2 separate regions of the Mus musculus genome follow, and region 2 is linked to region 1. A link is a contact called in public HiChIP or PLAC-seq data. All regions are on one chromosome and are shown on one strand. Each heading gives the region's core, a stretch centred on a gene start, on an enhancer-like site or on the middle of the called end of the contact. The rest is flanking DNA. Distances are from core to core; before and after follow the strand shown. Region 1 has its middle 53 kb from the start of Ccdc167. Region 2 overlaps Btbd9 (BTB (POZ) domain containing 9).

Region 1 (4,216 bases), core at 532-3,031:
TCTCGATGGGCAGTGGTGGCTCACGCCTTTAATCCCAGAACTTGGGAGGCAGAGGCAGGTGGATTTCTGAGTTGGAGGCCAGCCTGGTCTACAGAGTCAGCTCAGGACAGCCAGGGCGACACAGAGTAACCCTGTCTCAAAAAAAAATTACAAACAAACAAACAAACAAAACAAAACAAAAAAACAAGAATACCCAACCTCGCTTCCAGGAGCAGTTGGAAATTCTGACCAGAGTCTATGGGCCAAGGCTGGACTCCCAGCCTCCACTGTGGCTAAAGACCCTGTGGGGACCAGAGCTGACTGGCCAGGAGAAAGAACTGGGCCTGGATCAGAAGAGGCAGTGGGAAGAACCTGATAGGGTGGCTATGTCCCTGGGAGAAGTACCGCAGTGGGAGTGGGGAGTGTGAGGTCACAGACAGGACACAGGAGGCAGCAGAGGCAGATGTGGAGCAGCTGAGAGCATCTATGAGAAGCGCTGAAGGTGCCTGTGAAGTTGGCAACAGTACGTCATGCCTACTAGACATCTTATTAATGATCCAGTTTGGCAGGAAGCAGGGGTCGTTCCATCTGAGTCATTCAAGGACAGTTTAATGAGGGTGTGGGCTGGGAGGAGAGAAACCGGCGAGGGATGCTAACTGTCCAGCTAAAGTTTAAAGAGGGGTGCCCCCTCCCCGGCATGCAATCCGTTGGAGTAGTAGCGTCCCTTAAAACTAGAAAAGATGTGGATAGACTCTGAAGGGGATCTAACAATGTGTTTATTACATTTGTGTGTGTGTGTGTGTGTGTGTGTGTGTGTGTGTGTGTGTCTGCCTCTCTGTCTGTGCCTGCCTGCCTGCCTGCCTGCCTGCTAAGACATGGGCTTGGAGGAACAAAGACAACTTTGTAGGAGTTGGTTCTGCCCTTCCATTATGTGGTTCCTGGGACTTGACTTAGGCTGTCAGGCTTGGCGACAGGTGCCTTTACCCACAAAGTTATCTCTCTGGCCCCTTGAGAGGGACTTCTGGTTTTTCAGATCCAAGAAAAATGGAGGGGAGGAATCTTTTCCTCTTAGTCTGTGTCAGGCAGGGAAGAGGGACTTACTTCAATGGTCAGGGCCAGCCACAAAGATGCAACTTGTGCTGGTTCAGGACATGGTCCTGGCAGATGCCAGCTCTCCCCAGCACATCCACCCCAGACCGGCTCTGAACCCAGTTGGTAGGGGACCAGCATTCACAAGGCTTGGGTTCAATCTGCCATACTGCACAAACTACCGGCGTGGGATTACATCTGTAGTCCCAGCATTTAGGAACTCGAGGCAAGTGAATCAGAAGTTCAAGGTCATCTTCAGCCACCTAGTGAGTTCCAGGCCTGCTTGAGACACGTGATACCCTGTCCCAATCAAGCAATCAATATCAATCAATCAAACAGTAAGATCCTAGCCCAGGTAGGATCTTACAGTGACCACAGGCAGCATCATTAGTAAGATCGGGCATCGCCAAGGCCAACACCCTGTGGTCTCTTCCTCTCAGCATCCATCTACCTGACTGCGCACCCCTCCCTGGTAAGACCTGCCCCCTCTCATCCCAAAGGGAAGACCTGTGCTTCCCTGATGGTCCCAACAGCAAAGTTCTAAGTGGCCCCAGTTCAGGTCGCCATCCCCACCCCAGAGTGAATCATTCTGCCAGCAATATGGGGATCAGAAATGGAACCGGAAGTCGGTGAAAAAGCCACCTTAGGCTCCCTCGGGGAAGTGAGAGCAGCTGCAGAGGCAAGGCTGCTGGAGTTAGAGCCACACGCACCCCCATGTTTCACTGTGAAGAGAGGTGTGAGGGGGTGGGAGGAGGGGATGTCTTCGGTTTGCTCAAGGCTGGGTGTGTGTGTCAGAAACACAGCAGAGGGAAAGGTGGTTTATCAGATAAAGATTTAAAGATACATGCCGCCAAGTCCTGAACCGGCATGACTTGAGTTCAATCTCCAGGACCTACCCGGTGGAGGGAAAGGTGACTCCCAACAGCACAGACGCACACACAAACATGAAATTTTAAATAAAATCTAAAGGACACAGAGATTTGTACTCTTCCTCATACACGTTGGGTACACGTACATGATTAAGTAAACATATGAGATCTTGTATCAGACAGGGTAGGCCAAGTTACACTGCAGTAAGGAGTCAGATCAAACCGCCAAGTTCAGTTCTGGCTCACGCTTCAGGCCCTCCTGGGCTTGGCTCATCATAAACAGCCCCAGGACCCAGGCAGGCTGTCGGAAATGCTACAGCTCACACCTGCGGGGCCGGGGCGGGAAGTGGGGGGGGAGGAGACATGATCTTGCATGCCTCTGAGACACAAAAGTAAATTCTACTGGCTAAGAATGCTGATTGGCCAGAACTGGTCACATGGCCCTTCCAACCACAGGGGTAGTCAGGAAGTGCTACCTAGAGGCTGGGAGCCCCAGCGAGTTCTCAGCAAATTGTATCAATGACTGTCATGCCTACATATAATTGGCTTATGTATGTGTACTTACATGCATGCATGCATGCACACACAGGCTCTCTCTTTTCTCTCATACACACATACACATGCACACACACAGACTCGCGCACTCACACACACACATCCCATGGTCATAGACTTATGTCAACTCCCTTTGCCCAGCCATCAATGTCGAAAGTCCCTAGCGAGGTGCCTGCTGTCATGGACACCTGCACCCACATTTTGTCCTGACTGCTGCCTTCAGCTCTTCTGCCTGGTTCTCGGGGCCCCACCATTCATCTCTGCTCTGGGTTCATTCTTCCAGTCTCCCTTCCCTGGTGGTCCTCCCCTGTGGTCCTCCCCTTCTGCCAGGAGGAGGTAAAGGGGACAGCTGTGTGTTTATGCAGTGATACTGCACCACCGACACTTGCTTCAGGTTTCTGGCTGGGGTGTTAGAATCCCCTCCCTTTCTCTTCACTTGCCTTGTGAGCTCTCTAAGCACGAGCTGGTGACAAACAGAGGGGCTGTCTCAGCTAGAAGGGCAAGGGGGTGAGACCCAGAAGATGTGGGGGTGCAAACAGAGCAGGCAGGGACAAAGAGAGCCAAGACGCAGAGTGCAGAGGCAGGGGAGACATCTCAGTGGGTAAAGTGTCTGCCGCACAGGCAGGAAGGCCCGAGCCCGAATCCCCAGCGAGCATGAACATCTCCAATCCCAGCGTTGGGCAGGGCCAGAGGCATGAGGACCAGGCTGGCCAAACTGGTGAACTTCCCAGAGAGCCAGAGAGCTTCTCTCCCAAAACCAAGTGGGGAGCAATGGGGTAACTCACCGAATACCTGGGCCCCATGCACGTGTGCACGCAAACACGACGAAGGCTGGAGAGATGGCTCAGCGGTTAAGAGCACCAACTGCTCTTCTGAAGGTTGTGAGTTCAAATCCCAGCAACCACATGATGGCTCACAACCATCCGTAATGAGATCTGACGCCCTCTTCTGGGTTGTCTGAAGACAGCTACAGTATACTTACACATAATAAATAAATAAATCTTTAAAAATAATAATAAATCATATAGTGCAGCAGAAAGACTCGGTAACGCAGACAGACAGCATGTGGGGGCCAGAGGACAACTCGAGGGAGCCAGTTTTCACGGGTTCTGCAGGCTGAACTCAAATTGTGATGCTTGCCTGCAAGCTCCTGTACCCACTGAGCCATCTCGTCAGCCCTAGGATGAACTGAAAAGTAGAGAGGAGGTGTGGCCCTTTCCAAGCAAGCAGCAGAGATTTGAGGCTGGGGGTCTGCTTGAGGCACAAGCAGGGGTTTCCTTGGAGATCTTTCTGTTGGAGGAGTCGGCTGGGGTCTGAGCTGTGTGGTACCCCAACTGCTTATGCCTCAACTCTAGGGCCTGCTTGTGTGTGACTGTCCTCTGAGCCAATCACTCACCATCTTGAGGAGTTCAGCTATACCTGCTTATAAAGGCTCATCCCAGCTGGATTTGCTGTTTGTGCCCCCCACAGGGGTTGGGGAGGGTCATGAGACCCTCGCCTGAGTATTTGGCCCGTTGTACGTAATTCTGTTCTAACTGTATGTGGCCTTGGGACAGAGCTAGAGTGTACACAGGCTAGGGAAGACTAGGGAAGTGGAACTTGAACAATTAGTGCTGCTGTGGGAAGTCGGCCCGCAGTTCCTGATGGGTAAAGACTTTCTGGTGTGGCATCTTAGGGAGGGGAGGTCCCTGTTAGTAACCCCTCAAGTATGCTCTGGAAGGAAC
Region 2 (4,216 bases), core at 495-2,994, 750 kb before region 1:
ATATACCTAAAGGACTTTATTTAAGTCAACATAGGAGATATACTTGCACATACAGGCTTATTGCTGTGCTGTTTGCAGTAGCTAAAAAATGGAAGCAGTCTGAAGGTCTGTCAGCAGCCACATAATTGATGTGGTGCATAAACACAGTGGGGTTTGCTCAGCCAAAGAGAAGTGAAATAGTAACAGCCGCAGGAGGACAGACGAACTGGAAATCCTCACAGGAGGTGAAACAAGCCATCCTCCGAGACAAATGTCATTTGTTGCTCTTACAATGGCTATGTGCAGAAATATGCAAATGTAAGGGTGTGGCCATCTTAGTTTGTTTTCTATTGCTCTAATAAAACACCACGACAAAAAGCAACTTGGGGAGGAAAGGGTTTCTATCAGCTGACAGCTCTCAGGTTACCCTCCATCATCACTGGGGGAGTCTGGGAAGGAATGTGCAGGCAGGAATGAAGCCTAAGCCGAGGCCCTGGAGGAGTGCTGGCCCTAAGGCTTGCTCAGCTTGGCTTTTTTTGTTAAACCTAGGACCCATCTGCACAGGAGTGTGCTGCCCTCAGTGTGCTGGACCTCCTCTCACACCAGCCATTAATCAAGAAAATGCCCCCACAGAGTGTGTACAGGCCAATCTAATGGAGGTATTTCCTCAGTTGGGAGTTCCTCTTCCAGAAGACTGTATAGCTTGTGTTGACACAAGTTAACCAACACAGTAGGGGTAGGCCATGAGCTAGGAAGAGAGCTATATAAAGGGAAGAGGAGATCTTAAGAAAGGAGACCTCGAAAAAAGGTAGGTATGTATGAGTGAGTGTGTGTGTGTGTGTGTGTGTGTGTGTGTGTGTGTGTGTGTATGTATGGTAGTGGCATGTGAAGTGGAGCAAAGGAGTGTTACAAGTAAGAACAAAATGTTTGCAAACGTCACTTGCTCTGCATTGTAATTTTAAAAACTAACAAGATAAATCTGTTTAAAGCAAAAAAAAAGACAGGTATAGATGTGTGGGAAAGACCTCATTGCTTTATATAGTGGCACAGAATGCCTGAGTCTGATTGAAGGGTGCTGTTCTTTTTCTTTTTAAAATTGAATAGCCTGTGTTTCCTAGAACTCACTCTGTATGTAGCCCAGGCTGACCTCAGATCCACAGTAATTCCCCTGTTTCAGCTTTCCCAATGCTGTATTACACAGTGGAGAAGGGAAGAGCTAGGAAGACTGAAACCCAAGGAAAGGCTTGCTTTCTGTGGTCCGGTCAGGCTGACTGGCTGTGCATGTGGGCGTGCTCCACGCTGACTTTTTATGGTCCTTTTTTACCCTTTGCAGACAGCACTCCTGAATATCGTCTTAAGAGATTCGTTTGCTGCTCCTGAGAAAGATATTTTCTTAGCCTTGTTAAACTGGTGTAAGCACAATGCAAAAGAGAATCATGCTGAAATCATGCAGGCTGTGCGCTTACCTCTAATGAGCCTCACTGAGCTTCTGAACGTCGTGAGGCCATCAGGACTCTTGTCTCCGGATGCTATTCTTGATGCCATCAAAGTGCGGTCGGAGAGCCGGGATATGGACCTCAACTACAGAGGCATGCTCAGTAAGTACCTGCTCCCCTCCTCACCTAGGACTTTTGTTGGCATCATATGCTAGTTCTAGCTGCAGAGCTGTGGTGCAGGTCTGCAAAGCATATGTTGGGCCGAGAGCACAGAGCTCTGCTTCCTGTGGGTGTCTGTCTCTGCCATCTGTCCCAACAGGATGAGCTGCCACCAACCCAGCACAGCTATTTCCTGTCATTCTGGACACATTCTTTTATATGCTCCTCAGAATGTTGTAGACACTTTCCTGAAAGGTTGCTTGTCATTTCCTCCTTCCTTGACCAAGCCCTGTATCTAATTCTTTAGGTAGCACACATAGAGGTTCTAAGTAATGGGTGATGTTAATAACAGTATTTTGATTTTTCTTGCAAATGAAATAATAGTAATTGACAATTACAAAATGCTTTCTTTTTAAAAGATTTGTTTATTTTATGTACATGAGTGCTTAGTCTTCATACACCAGGAGGAGGGCATCGGATCCCATTACAGATGGACCTCTGAAAGAGCAGCCAGTGCTCTTAACCACTGAGCCATCTCTCCAGCCCTATAAAATGCTTTTTGTGTCATTGTGTTGGAAGGAGATTTGAATCACCATTCAAAGATTTCTATGATCTGGTTTAAACTGGCATGCAGACATTCTATTATGGGGCAGCATAAGCCTTCTGGGTGTACTCAGGGTCCCTCGGATACTCAGCTGTCTCTCTTAACCTCACCCATCTTCCAAACTGGTATTCACCCAATCACAGTGCCACTCCAGCTGACAGGGGTTTCTTGCCTTCTGCTCAATCATCCCATGGTGGTGCTCTCCTGGGTGATCTGGAAGAATTAAACTGGGTTCAGGAAGACGTGTGAGGAGGGAATTTAATCTGCACAACAGATACAGTGGAGTGATGGCTGAGCAGTGGGGAATAACAGAGGTATTGACTGGGTTCCAGGAAGGAAGATCTTGGTGCTAGCAGGATGTAAAACTGAGGATTACGTTTAGTGGATGTTACCACGGTTTTCTATATTAAGAAGCCAGAGATTCCAAGAGCCTATTATCTTAGGATAGTGAACAGTACCGGGTGAGCCCCAGCACCATCTACATTCTCAGAGTTAATGAGCAGAGTGCTCCTGAGAGAAGCTGAGCTTGCTTCTGTGCTGTTCTGTTGGAAGGTTTCTGATGTTTGTCAGTTCTGGTGAGGTTGACTGTTTCCTGGAGTGACTCCTCTGCTGACTGTTTCGGGACATTCCTGAAATGCTGGTGGGCCCTAAATAGATGTCCTCAGCCTGGTCTTATTTCCTGAGTTATCAGATCTAGATTTCTTTTCAAATGATAGTAGCTTTGTGGGTGCACATGCATATGTATGCACAACATGTTGGAGGCCAGAGGTGAACCTCGGTATTATTCCTTAGGAGTCATCCAACTTGATCTTGAGACAGGGTCTTTTACTGGGAGCTGGGACATGCTGAAAAGGCTGAGTGGCGACTGGACAGCAAACCCCAGGATTCGCCTGACCAGTGCTGGGATGTACAGTTGTGTGCCCTTAAAGTTGTGTGTAAACTGGGAGCAGGTTTGGGTCCTCAATGCTTGTATGGTAGCCACTTTGTAGACTGAGCTATCATCTCCCCAGTCCCTGGGCCAGGCAAGTTGGATTTTAAGGCCTGAATCAGTCAGTAGCTATGTGATCTGGCAATAAATGAATGAGTTCTAGTTTTCTATCTCAGTGTTGTTATGAGGATTAACTGAAATAGTTTATATACATATAAGCTCAGTAACAGACCATTGCTGTCAGTATTGATGTGGTTTCACCCATCTCTATGTGATTGCGTGACTCATCAGTCACCACATTCTTGTAAACAGTTGCTTCAAACTCTTGGGGTTTGAAGACAGTGTGTTTGTGGGTCATATGCATTGCTCTTCTAGCCCTGTGGGTGGACTCACTGAGCAGCATAGAGCAGTGAGTGAGTGCTGGATGGATTCTGTGGTAAAGCTCCTGGGATGTGGAAGCACATTGCTGGTATTCAGTCAAAGCTGGGCACAGGGAGGCTCAGAGCACATAGAAGGGAATATGATGTCAGGGTCCAAGCCTTGGAGACCCGGGGAAGAACTGGAGAAGCAGAGACAAAAGAACCGAGAGAGCCACGGACGCTAACCAGGAGGGAGGTGTTGGATGGAGAGGTAGTGGTGTTTCATGATGCCAACCAGGCTAGTGGGAGGAGAGCGAGAGACTTTGTGTAAACTGTGGTGAGCCTGTGAATAGTCTAGGGAGTCAAGTCATTGTGTTTGGAAGGGTAATACTCGCAGTGCATGAGCGACTCGGTTTGGGAAGTGAGGTAAAAAGGCCGTAGAGAAATGATGTAGCTCTCGAGAACACCCTGCAGGTCCAGGAAGCAATTAGAGCGCCTTGGCTAGAGTAGGAGGGAAAGGTGAGGGGACAGGATGAGTGTCCTCATTTGGCATCCTCCTATCTAAGTCCCTCCCCTTCTTTCCCATGATTGGCTGATAGGGCCCTAGAACTTGATTACTGAAGATGTAGTTGGGTCATAGATGTAGGTTATATTTGGTACTTCATACAGTTAAGGAAGGTTCTTTAGAACTGATTAGCTGGGCAGTCCATGTGTAAGCTGTGAATTCTAGTAATCTCTGAGGTTCCTTCTG

What was found. HiChIP or PLAC-seq counts read pairs in DNA pulled down with a chosen protein or histone mark.
Region 2: an H3K27ac HiChIP or PLAC-seq map of T-cell acute lymphoblastic leukemia shows a contact between it and region 1, with 8 times the contacts expected there. The contact joins two enhancer-like sites. A contact is called at or near these places in 1 of 484 Hi-C or Micro-C datasets (nephron progenitors) and 2 of 115 datasets of contacts at active chromatin or transcription factors (T-cell acute lymphoblastic leukemia and embryonic basal ganglia).

What each region holds. Positions count from the first base shown.
Region 1 is chr17:29,767,421-29,771,636 of GRCm38.p6, reverse strand. No RefSeq gene overlaps it. Among named protein-coding and RNA genes, the nearest start is that of Ccdc167, 53 kb to the right of the region's middle. Within about 2 kb of position 1,781, at least 83 of the 459 cell types and tissues checked have an H3K27ac peak or open chromatin away from gene starts, as enhancers often do. A contact at or near this core is called in T-cell acute lymphoblastic leukemia, where this site is marked.
Region 2 is chr17:30,522,074-30,526,289 of GRCm38.p6, reverse strand. It overlaps Btbd9 (BTB (POZ) domain containing 9), which reads left to right. Exons shown (of 11, transcript NM_027060.1): 4 at 1,313-1,577. Among named protein-coding and RNA genes, the nearest start is that of Btbd9, 52 kb to the left of the region's middle. Within about 2 kb of position 1,744, at least 45 of the 459 cell types and tissues checked have an H3K27ac peak or open chromatin away from gene starts, as enhancers often do. A contact at or near this core is called in T-cell acute lymphoblastic leukemia, where this site is marked.